2 separate regions of the Mus musculus genome follow, and region 2 is linked to region 1. A link is a contact called in public promoter capture Hi-C data. All regions are on one chromosome and are shown on one strand. The core of a region is the stretch at or near the end of the contact, and the rest is flanking DNA. Distances in the headings are between cores, read along the strand shown.

Region 1 (5,148 bases), core at 1,619-4,118:
CATTATGGATGATGGCTATAAGGAGCTTCAATGTGTTACTAAGAGTAGCTTGCTTAGAACTGCAGTAGACCCTAAATAAATGCTCAAGAGATGTTAGTGATCACATAATATTCCAAGCCCCATAGATATCTGCATCCTGAGCTTGGGCTCTTGTGAATGTTATACTATTCACAGGAGGGAGGACAGGTTAAGGTTATAGATGGAAGAAAGGTTGCTAATCAGCTGACCTACATCTGATGACCCTGGACTAAGTGAGTCCACTCTAAGCACAAGGATCCTTGCATTGTAGGAGTGAAAGGGGAGCTGGAATGATGGCTCAGTCAGCCAAGTGCTTGCTTTGCATGCACAAGGGCCTGACTTTGATCTCCAGGACCCATTTAAAAAAAAAAAAGCTGGGTGTACAAATGGGTCAACTATATCAAACCCCTCCCCCAAAGTTCAGGGACCATTTCAGGAAAGGAGGCAGAAAGAAGAGACAGAGGCAGAGAAGGACCTGAGCCAACCTGTATCTTCCAGATTATGACTTCTGTACTAGTGAACTCACAGCGGCTGTGGCTATCTGCTTGAGTTCAAGCTGGCCAGTATTTTAGCACTGGCCGGGGAGAACGTCATGAACCCCAACTCTTAGCTCAGGAGCTCTTGACAGTTGATGTAGAAAACAAGGAGAAGAAGAAGGAGGAGGAAGGGGAGGAGGAGGAGGAGGAGGAGGAGGAGGAGGAGGAGGAGGAGGAGGAGGAGGAGGAGGAGGAGAAGAAGAAGAAGAAGAGGAGGAGAAGAAGAAGAAGAAGAAGAAGAAGAAGAAGAAGAAGAAGAAGAAGAAGAAGAAGAAGAAGAAGAAGAAGAAGAAGAAGTAGAAATGAGTAGATCTGGAGGACTTAGGGCATGGCTGGAAGTGAATATGATCAAAATGCTTTATATGCATGCATGAAATTCTCAAAGTAATAAAAATCTATATTTTAAGTTGGGTGTACTTGTGTACTTGTTATTCCAGTGATCAGGAGGCAGATGCAGGCAGATCCTCTAACCAATAGAACTGTAAGAGGAAAGTAAGTTGACTTTATTTAAGGTACTGATGTTGTAACCCTGTCACAGTCACAGCTGTAAACTAACACATCCCCAGTCTTTTTCAGTGTGGAGCAAAAAGGTTATGGACCATGTCTGTGTGATCTCAGACAGTGATGAATGGACAGAGGCCCCAACTTTGCCAGGTTCAATCTCTCCTCTCCCCAGGCAGAGACATCTGTGCTGTGGAGGGGCCATCAGGACCTGGGATTGGATTGCTGTGGGGACCATAACACCTTTGCACTAGACACTTGAGAATCAGTGACTCACAACATTCATTTGGTAGAATCCCCTTCTCTCTCTCTCTCTCTCTCTCTCTCTCTCTCTCTCTCTCTCTCTCTGGTCCAAATGCCTGATCCACTTCTAACCAAGATGAGAGTCCATCTACCAAACCAAAGAAGCTGCTAATGGAGCCGCGCTTTCCTAGGCGTGCACCTGATGTATAGCAGGTGATCTCTAGCATTGAGGTCAGGAGAGAGGGAGACTCATGTCTCTCTCTCAGTACCTGGATGGCAGGCTTACATTGCACAGCCGTTGATTTGCAATGTTTCCTTGCCCTTTTCTGCCGGAGAAAAACCAACTAAAGAAACAGAACAAATTTATTCTTCTCTCTGTCTGGCTCCCATTTACAGAGCTCTGCCCCCCTCCATTTCTCCCATCTCTGACCACACTTCTGCAAAGTGTGGCTTTGCATATAGGAAATGATCTTGTTTCACATAACTAGCAACGGTGGCGATGATGAACAGCAGTAGAATGCAGGGTCTTCATCTTTCAAGTCCCATTGGGCAGCAAATTGATGATTTGCATTTTGCTATTCTTCTCTGTTAAGAGGACATTTTCGATGTATCTCATCAACAAGGAAGCTGATGCCAGAGAGCTTCACAATACACTGTGTTTGCAACCAAAAAAAGAGGAAAAAAAGAGCAGTACTAGAATCAATTATATACTAGTAAATGTGTTAACAGCCAGCTAGCTGAGAGAAAGAGCAAGTAAGAAATGCAGCCCCTCTAGTTTAATGTCCCCAGTTACCAAGGAGCAAATGCTTTCTCTGCGGCCAACTTCATAAAACTGGCATGGGACCAAATTTGACTCTGCTGAGCACATCTCTGGAATCCCAAATATTCACCTCCTAAGTCATAAGAACACAGACTTAGATTCCTTTTTTTTTTTTTTTTTTCTTTTTTTTAATTAAAGGAATGAGCCTATCTCAAAAGCAAGAGCTATCCCCAGGTCAGGAAAGAAAAACTACCGCAAAACAAATATCTGGTACAGTATTTTTTTCAAACTGAATAATGACTCAAAATAGTTGTAAAAATCAACTTGCTTATTTGTGGGGTTGCAACCAAGATTTTTTCAAGAAAGAAAAAAAAAAGGGGGGTCAGAGGACAACAGAAGAAGAAACAGCAACTATATATTTTTTTTGGGAATGTTGGTTTTCTCCATGGATGTGGGTGGCTATCTGTGCTGGATATATATATATTTGCTGTGTCTCACAGTCAAATGCTTAAGCACCAACCTGGTGAATCTAGCTCTCTAGAAAGTTGTATATAAGAGAGTCACAATTGGGAGGGGGGGAGGATAAGTACCCCGAGAACCCTCTCTGCACGGGAAATGGATCTGGGGCAGCCCAGGCAGGGTACGGGCACAGGGTGAGGGTGAAGGGCTCAGCAGACCTCTGTCCCCTGTTCTCCTCCAAGGCTAAGGGTGAGCTACAGGAAGCAAGTGCCACCAGAGCCTGGAGGACAGAGGCAGCGTGCATGAGAAGGAGAAAGCTCCACCGGAAATTCGCTGCAAGCTAGCTGCCTCGGGAGCCCACCACAACCTTTACCAGACAACCAGCACTGCAAGATAAAAATAACCTCACGGTCTCGGCCCTGCTGTGCAGGGGCAAGGAAGAACACACCATGTAGGGGGCTCTCATGTCAAGGGGCTGGGTTTGGGATCATGCAGTTGACACTATGTGGAGCCACAATTTCCTGTTCTACAATTAAAGGTCAGTTTTCCTACCCAAGGATATCAGGACCTGGAACCAGGAGTGGGATCCTCTAGGTATAGAGTCTCTGTTCACCTGTTTATTCCTTAGCCTAGGATGGCTTTGTTTGTTTGTTTGTTTTTGCTTTGTTTTGTTTTTTAATGACTCGTGCTATGGACTGGGCAAATGGTTCAGATGGTAAAGTGTTTGTCTCAAAAGTAGGACTTTAGTTTGGATTCTCAGTGCTTCCATAAAAAAAGCTAGGCATGACACTGTAATCCCAGGGCCAGGGAGGCAGAGACAGGAGGTTCCCTGAGGCTCCTGGCTAGCTAGGTAGTCTAGCTGTACTGGTGAGACTCCAGGTTCAGTGAGAGATCCTGATTAAAAAACTACAGTGGAGAGGCAACTGAAGACACACACACACACACACACACACACACACACACACACACACACACACACAAAGAATAATATTAAAAAGTCACTCATTTTAAGACCTTGTGGTTGGGGATGCATCCTTATTCTCTATGCGAAAGCCGGGTTAGCAGCTTTTACTCAAAGGATCACCCCTCCAGAGGGTGCTCTGGGGACAGCGAGAAGCCCTCTCCTTAGCTAATGCCTGCTCACACTTTAACCCCAAGGCTCATTACCTTAGTAGACAACTTACCTAGAAGACTCCACTCTCAGAAAACAAAGAGCTGGAGGTTTCATTTCTGCCTGGTCTCAGAGTATGGTGGCTCGTGAGTGAGCCAGTTTAAGCCTTGCTTTCAACTTCTCTTGCCTGTCTTAGAAACCACCACATCCCTCAGTGATGAACAGTGCTCAGGAGGACATTGTGAGTTTGCAAGGTGCATTTGCTTGCTTTTCATTAGTTTCTGTAGCGTTTCTTGAACAGGCATCCACACCACTCAGGAGTTTGAGAGAAAGAACAAATTGACATGTATGTTGTCATAAACAATTAAGTGAAGTTTAGCATTTCCTGCCATCAGGGGTGTAGGGGACAAGCCACAGCAATGTCAGCGGGACCCGCTTTTCACCAGCAGAAGTCACGAGTGCTTTCTTTTTTTTTTTTTTTCATGCCACACTTGTTGTGGGCATCATGAAATAACACTTGTCGTCATGGCAACCTCAAAACACACCTGCTGCTGGATTGTACCGTGCAGTGCTTTAAGAAAGAGGAGATGTAGGACTTTTCCATGTATCTATGTGTTTCTAAAATATCTTTCAATAGCTGCATCTTAGCAGAATTGATGTTCTTTGCAGCTTCCTGCATCTTAGGGTATTTAAAGCATTATTCTGAAAGGAGAATCAAAACTCCCTCAAGTTTCTGAAATGATTCACGACGCGCAAAAGAATCCCTCTGTCCCTCCCTCCGTCCCTCCCTCCCTTCTTGCCTAAAAACTGGTGGTACTGTGACCCTGAGCAGAGCCATAGCCGTGTACAAAGGCAAGGAGGATGTACCCCTATTCCATAAGGCCCAGGGAAAAACAAGAAAATCAACAACTGCACAGTAACCTGGAGGTAATCCATGGGTGGAAGTTACACAAGAGGCATGACTGAGAAGCCAGGGAGAGCTTGTGGAACTTGGGGTAGTGAGGAACTGGTAGCTGCCACCTTGTTTCTTTCTCTGAATGCCTGGTCCACTTCTAACCACGATGAGAGTCCATCTACCAAACCAAATAAGCTGCTAATGGAGCCGTGCTTTCCTAGGCGTGCACCTGATGTATAGCAGGTGATCTCTAGAATTGAGGTCAGGTGAGAGGGAGACTCATGAGACTCAGGAGGTGTCTTGGGGTTTTACTGCTGTGAACAGACACCATGACCAAGACAACTCTTATAAGGACAACATTTAATTGGGGCTGGCTTACAGGTTCAGAGGTTTAGTTCGTTATCATCAAGGCAGGAGCATGGCAACATCCAGGCAGGAACTGAGAGCTCTACATCTTCATCTGAAGGCTGCTAGAAGAATATTGGTTTCCAGGCAGCTAGGATGAGGGTCTTAAATCCTACACCCACAAAGACACACCTACTTCAACAGGCCACACCTACAACAGGATCACACCTTCTAATAATGCCACTCCTTGAGCCAAGCTTATATAAACCATCACAGGAGG
Region 2 (5,148 bases), core at 1,357-3,856, 250 kb after region 1:
CTGAGGAGCAGCTGCACAAGCTGAGGTTGCAACATGCCCAGTTGGCTTGAGAAGCTCAGAGTGGCCAGCGGTCCCATGGGTGTGGGTGGAAGGAGTGGGAGGCTGCAGGGAATGAGCTGACAGGAGGCTGTGGTTGGAAAATGGGATGCCAGTGCAGTTACTAATAATGATGGTCTGGGAAGGGGTGGGTGAAGTGAGGGGCGGAACATCACCACACTGATTTGTCCCATAGTGTGTCCCAAACCGTACATTTTAGCGTTGTGTATATTTGTCTCCACATCTACATCAGACTTGATTTTCACGTGAAAACCCTCAGAGTCACTGATCCTGACAACAAGCTGATGAGAGGTCGCATCTCTCCGATGTCTCTGGGCTCCTTGTCCCCTTTAAGGTCTGCAGCTAGTTGCAACAGAAATGCTGCCACTAGTCTGCTCGTGCCCAGGACATTCACAGCAGATGCAGAATAGCTTACTGATTTCCATGTCCAAGGTCTCTCCTTGTATTGTTGGGAGAGCTGTGGGCATTTGACTCAGTGCCTCTGATAGAAATGACACAGCCCCTTCTGTAAGATTATCTACTGGATATTGTGTTGTGGGATACATCTGTGGTTGCTGGAGGGCTAGAGAACTCACTGATCTTAAATTTACTCCTAGGAAAGTTGTGTTTATATAGATAAATTTTTTTGTACTAGTCTGTAAATTTCCAAACAGAGCTGAGAATTACATGTCCTAACATTTGCTGTCATCAGAAGATATTTCATGATCTCTACTAGTCAAGGCCAAATTTTTGAACACTTTATTTTCCAGTTGTATTTGCTGAGTAACGAGTTTGGTTCTTCTTGGAATTTGTAAAGTGACCTCATGGAATGGAAAAAGAAGTTATTGCCAACAATTGGAACATATACTTGTCTCTGTAACTATATTCAGCCAAATCATGTTCAGATGTGTGTACATGATGTGCTAATCATGTGTCTATTTTGCTGTGCAGTGGTCTGGGTAATATTAGCCACTCTGTGCTTGAGCAAGGCAGGTATTTTATTTTGCTTTCAAAGCCCAAATTATTGGATTAAAAAAAATGTTGATTTGATTGCTAGTTATTTCTTCAGGGTGTTTAGATTTTGTATTTTGTTAATTTTTCATGTTATTAGTCTTTTACGTTTAAATTGTTCTTATGTCAGGATTTTATGATTCTTAGTGCTGCTTGGGATTGAACCTAAGGGGCCTTGCACGTGGCAGACAAGTGACATTGAACATCCCCACCTCACATAAAGATGGTCTTTAGTGAAAACTTTAGCTAATTAGTTTTTTGTTTTTATATCTCAATTTTCATTTCATATCAGTTTTTTTTAAGCCACCTAAGTAATTTTAAAGTTGGGATATAAATTTAAGGATATTAAGGCTTATTCATAACGTAAATTTACATCTGTCTCTATCAACCTATATACCTACCTACCTACCTACCTACCTACCCACCCCCCCACCCAGCCAACTTCAGATATTTGTAAGGGATTATCTCAAATGTTTGCATTGTGGGCTGGATAAATGGCCCAGTGGTTAAGAGCATTTGATATTCTTGTAGAGGACCTGATTTGGGGCCTAAATCTGTAACTCCAGTTCCAGAGGATCTGATGCCCTCTTCTGGCCTCCTTGGACACTGCACACTGTCACACAGACATGCAGGCAAAGCACTCATACACATACTCAGAATGTTTGCGTTGTCTTTGTATACTGTGTAACAACAGAAAAGTGCCTTCTGGGCATATGCAGGGTCTCACAGTGTAGTGGCTAGCCTGGAATTCACTGTGTACACTAAGCTGGTCATGAACTCCTGTAAATCTGCCTGTCTCTGCCTCCCGAATTCTGTGATTGAAGGTGTCACCATCATACCTGGTCATAAGTGTTATTTTTGTACAAGAAGTGCTTAATGTTTTTCCTTAGCTTTTACCTTATGGCTCCTAACAGTCTATTCTTTTTGTCTAGAAAATAATAAGGCTAGGAGTAATGATTTTGCTGAGAAGAACGGACTTCAGAAATATGAGTATGTTTTACACCCAAGAACCACTGGCTTTACCTTTGTGGTGGACCGCCTAAGAGAAGGTAAGTTCTGATCTTAAAATGTGTGGTTTGAAATAAATGTGACACAAATCGCTGAGCTGTGTATGTATATCTGACGTGTAGTGAGCCATATGAATCCAATGACCTGTGACAAATAGTCACCTTCCTCTTCTAAATGTTTCATGTCATAAAATTGCCTGTGCCTAACATGAAAGGCCTTGAAACCTCAAGTAAGAGAAAGTGTCTTTCCTTAAATGGCATCACTGTTCTTTGAGTCTGATGTGTTTTAAGATACAAACTATAATTTGCTAAAATGGAGCCTTTTACATCGAAGTACCGTGATTTTGAAGAAATATTTGCTACCAGCCTAGAATCACATTGGGATGGTAAGACCAAACCTGTCTATGGTCAGTTTGGGTTATTTTTGAAATTCTGTGATTATAACTACTAAGATGTGGTCTGTGGTCTTGACTTTTGCGTTGCCAATGCCTACTGCACACCTCTGCCATCAGCTTGTAGAAGCTTGTAAAGGTGGAAGTCTTTGTCTCTGTATCTGTGCAGAATGGCACGAAGGCATTCAGGTAGTGCCTGTGTTCTCACTTCTGTCTCTCCTCTCTCTAACTTAGACTTACTCTTCTCAGTCCACAGTATGGTTTCCATTTCATGCATTTAGTCATTTCTTTAACTGGGAAGCTAGCACATTACTGTATTTCTTAGTTAATAGAAAATGACTTTTACTCACACAATTATCCTAAGTACAGACAAGATAATGGAGATTGTTTTATAGTTGACTACCCATCTAGAAAATATCTACTAGCAACCTGGTTAACTTTGTTGCACACTTGAAGTGTATATTGCCTAGTTGATACTCAGAACACTAGTCAGGAGCCACAAGTAGTAATTAATTGTTCCCTGCCAGAACTGGTGACTGACTCCCCACAGCCAGTTTATCATTTAAAAAGGAGAAAGACAGATGATAATTCTGCTTATTTCATTTAGAATTGTGGACTAGAAACCTATATACTATAGTGAAAAGAAAAAACATGTTGATGCTTGTTAAAGTAGTAACAACAGCCACTAACATTGAGTTTTTACAAGTGTGGGGCATTGCACTGTTTGTAGTGTAAAGTTTACTTCCTCTTTAGAAGCCTGCAGAGCAGTTCTCAAGTATCACACAGAGCAAGGGCAGACAGCAAGAGGAAGAAAGTCATCAGTTGCTGGATAGTGTGAGACTGAGTAGCATATGCTCTCATTTATAGTATAATAGGAGTTAGTCTCCAAGCCACAAAGACACCTTAGCAGGAGTGAGCTGCGTGGTTTTAAGAGAGGATTGAAAAGAAAGGCAGGCAAAGGATAATGGAAGGGTAATGGTCTCAGGTAGGTGTGGGATGCTGCAAGGTGACAGCAGGAGCAGGCGTGGACTGAGGAGGCACACTACAGTGTTGAGGACAGATTTGGTCTTTTGGCAGAAGTGAGATCTGCACCAAGGGTCACAGTAAAGAGGGTCTAAGAGGCCACTGAGTCCACAGCATTTTTTTTTTTTTTTGAGACAGGGTTTCTCTGTATAGCCCTGGCTGTCCTGGAACTCACTCTGTAGACCAGGCTGGCCTCGAACTCAGAAACCTGCCTCCCGAGTACTGAGATCAAAGGCATGCGCCACCACTGCCTGGCACACAGCATTCTTTTAGGAAAGGAATGTAAGACTCAAGGAGGCCCAGCTCAGCTTTCTGATCTTTAAGCCTTGAAGATCTGCTTTTACAGTACCCTGTGAAAAGAAAGCTTGCTGGTATAACAAATGACCATTATAACCACATTTCAGCAGTATTTCAATGGACCCCCAGGAGCCACACATTAAAATAATCAACCTAAAGCACCGCTTTCATGATTCTCACTTGCAGCGGAGCTCAGTGTGGCTGCTGTCTGTTGCTAGGAAGTGTGGGCAGGCAAACGTGACTTAGAACATCAGGAGTTAAGGATAAAGCGAGAGCAAGCTCTATCTATCTATCTATCTATCTATCTATCTATCTATCTATCTATCTATCTATCTATCTATCTATTTATTTTTGAGACAGGGTTTCTCTGTGTAGTCCTGGCTCTCCTGGAACTCACTTTGTAGACCAGGCTGGCCTCGAACTCAGAAATCAGAGAGCAAGCATTATTTAGCTAGAGCGGAGAGAGAACAAGGAAAGGAGCCCATGTTTTTCTTTAGACTCGGTTTACCAGGGCTGAGAATACTTGGCAATGTGACGCTAACTATGTAAGTAGGGTTGTTTGCAACAGTAACCACAGGGTTTGCCCTGAGTGCCTTCCGTTGTACCATCTGTGTACATGGTTTATCATTCTGCTAGAGTCTTTCTTTTTGGGGGATGTGGAATCGCCCTGCAAATGAATCAGCATTAGTTGTGTTGACTCTTAAAATATGCCAGAAAGTGGTAAGTACAAGCTATTTTCCTAGCATGCTTTTCAAAACTTTATATATTATACTCATAGGTCCTTGTTACCAGCAAGTCATACAGGCGTCTAATCACAGAAACCACAGAAACTTCCATTATGCGAGTGTGTGTGGGGGTATGAGTGTGTGTGTATGTGTGTGTGTGTGTGTGTGTGTGTGTGTGTGTGTGTATGTGTGTGTTTAAAAATGGAAATAATCCAGTCTCAAAACTAGTTACCAACTTAGGGGAAAGAAATTCCTTTTTAACTATATGTTATAATAAAATGTATAATGTTATCTTCAGCCTTGAAATCACTGTCTGCAAACACTATTCATCATAATGTCTGGTAAAGTTTTATTATAGATGATGGCTATTGTAATAATTATTTTCACCAGGAGGAGGCACAGGTGTGCACATTTGAAAGCACTGAGTCTTATTGAAACAAGTTGAAATTAGGCTAGACTACCCAGAGTAAGAGATAAAAAACATTTGTTTCAGAGTATGATCCAATTTGAAATATGATTATCTTCAAGAAGTTTATTGTCTTAATGGTTAGAGATAAGAATAATACACATTGAAAACTGTCTACATTAACATGCATGTTAAGTGTTAAGTTTTATGACATACAGTATGCAGAAATTTTGCTAAATAGTACCAAGTGT

What was found. Promoter capture Hi-C pulls out the DNA fragments that hold promoters and counts their contacts.
Region 2: a contact with region 1 is called in a promoter capture Hi-C map of the HPC-7 cell line. The contact joins two enhancer-like sites. A contact is called at or near these places in 4 of 39 promoter capture datasets (the C10 cell line, the HPC-7 cell line, HPC-7-derived erythroid cells and 1 more), 1 of 15 datasets of contacts at CTCF or cohesin (large pre-B cells), 3 of 115 datasets of contacts at active chromatin or transcription factors (DN3 thymocytes, double positive thymocytes and large pre-B cells) and 1 of 9 other capture datasets (liver).

Annotation. Positions count from the first base shown.
Region 1 is chr17:72,945,508-72,950,655 of GRCm38.p6, forward strand. No RefSeq gene overlaps it. Among named protein-coding and RNA genes, the nearest start is that of Lbh, 30 kb to the left of the region's middle. Within about 2 kb of position 2,869, at least 87 of the 459 cell types and tissues checked have an H3K27ac peak or open chromatin away from gene starts, as enhancers often do. A contact at or near this core is called in the HPC-7 cell line, where this site is marked.
Region 2 is chr17:73,194,700-73,199,847 of GRCm38.p6, forward strand. Lclat1 (lysocardiolipin acyltransferase 1) reads left to right here. Exons shown (of 6, transcript NM_001177967.1): 5 at 1,980-2,096. Among named protein-coding and RNA genes, the nearest start is that of E330032C10Rik, 54 kb to the right of the region's middle. Within about 2 kb of position 2,607, at least 17 of the 459 cell types and tissues checked have an H3K27ac peak or open chromatin away from gene starts, as enhancers often do. A contact at or near this core is called in the HPC-7 cell line, where this site is marked.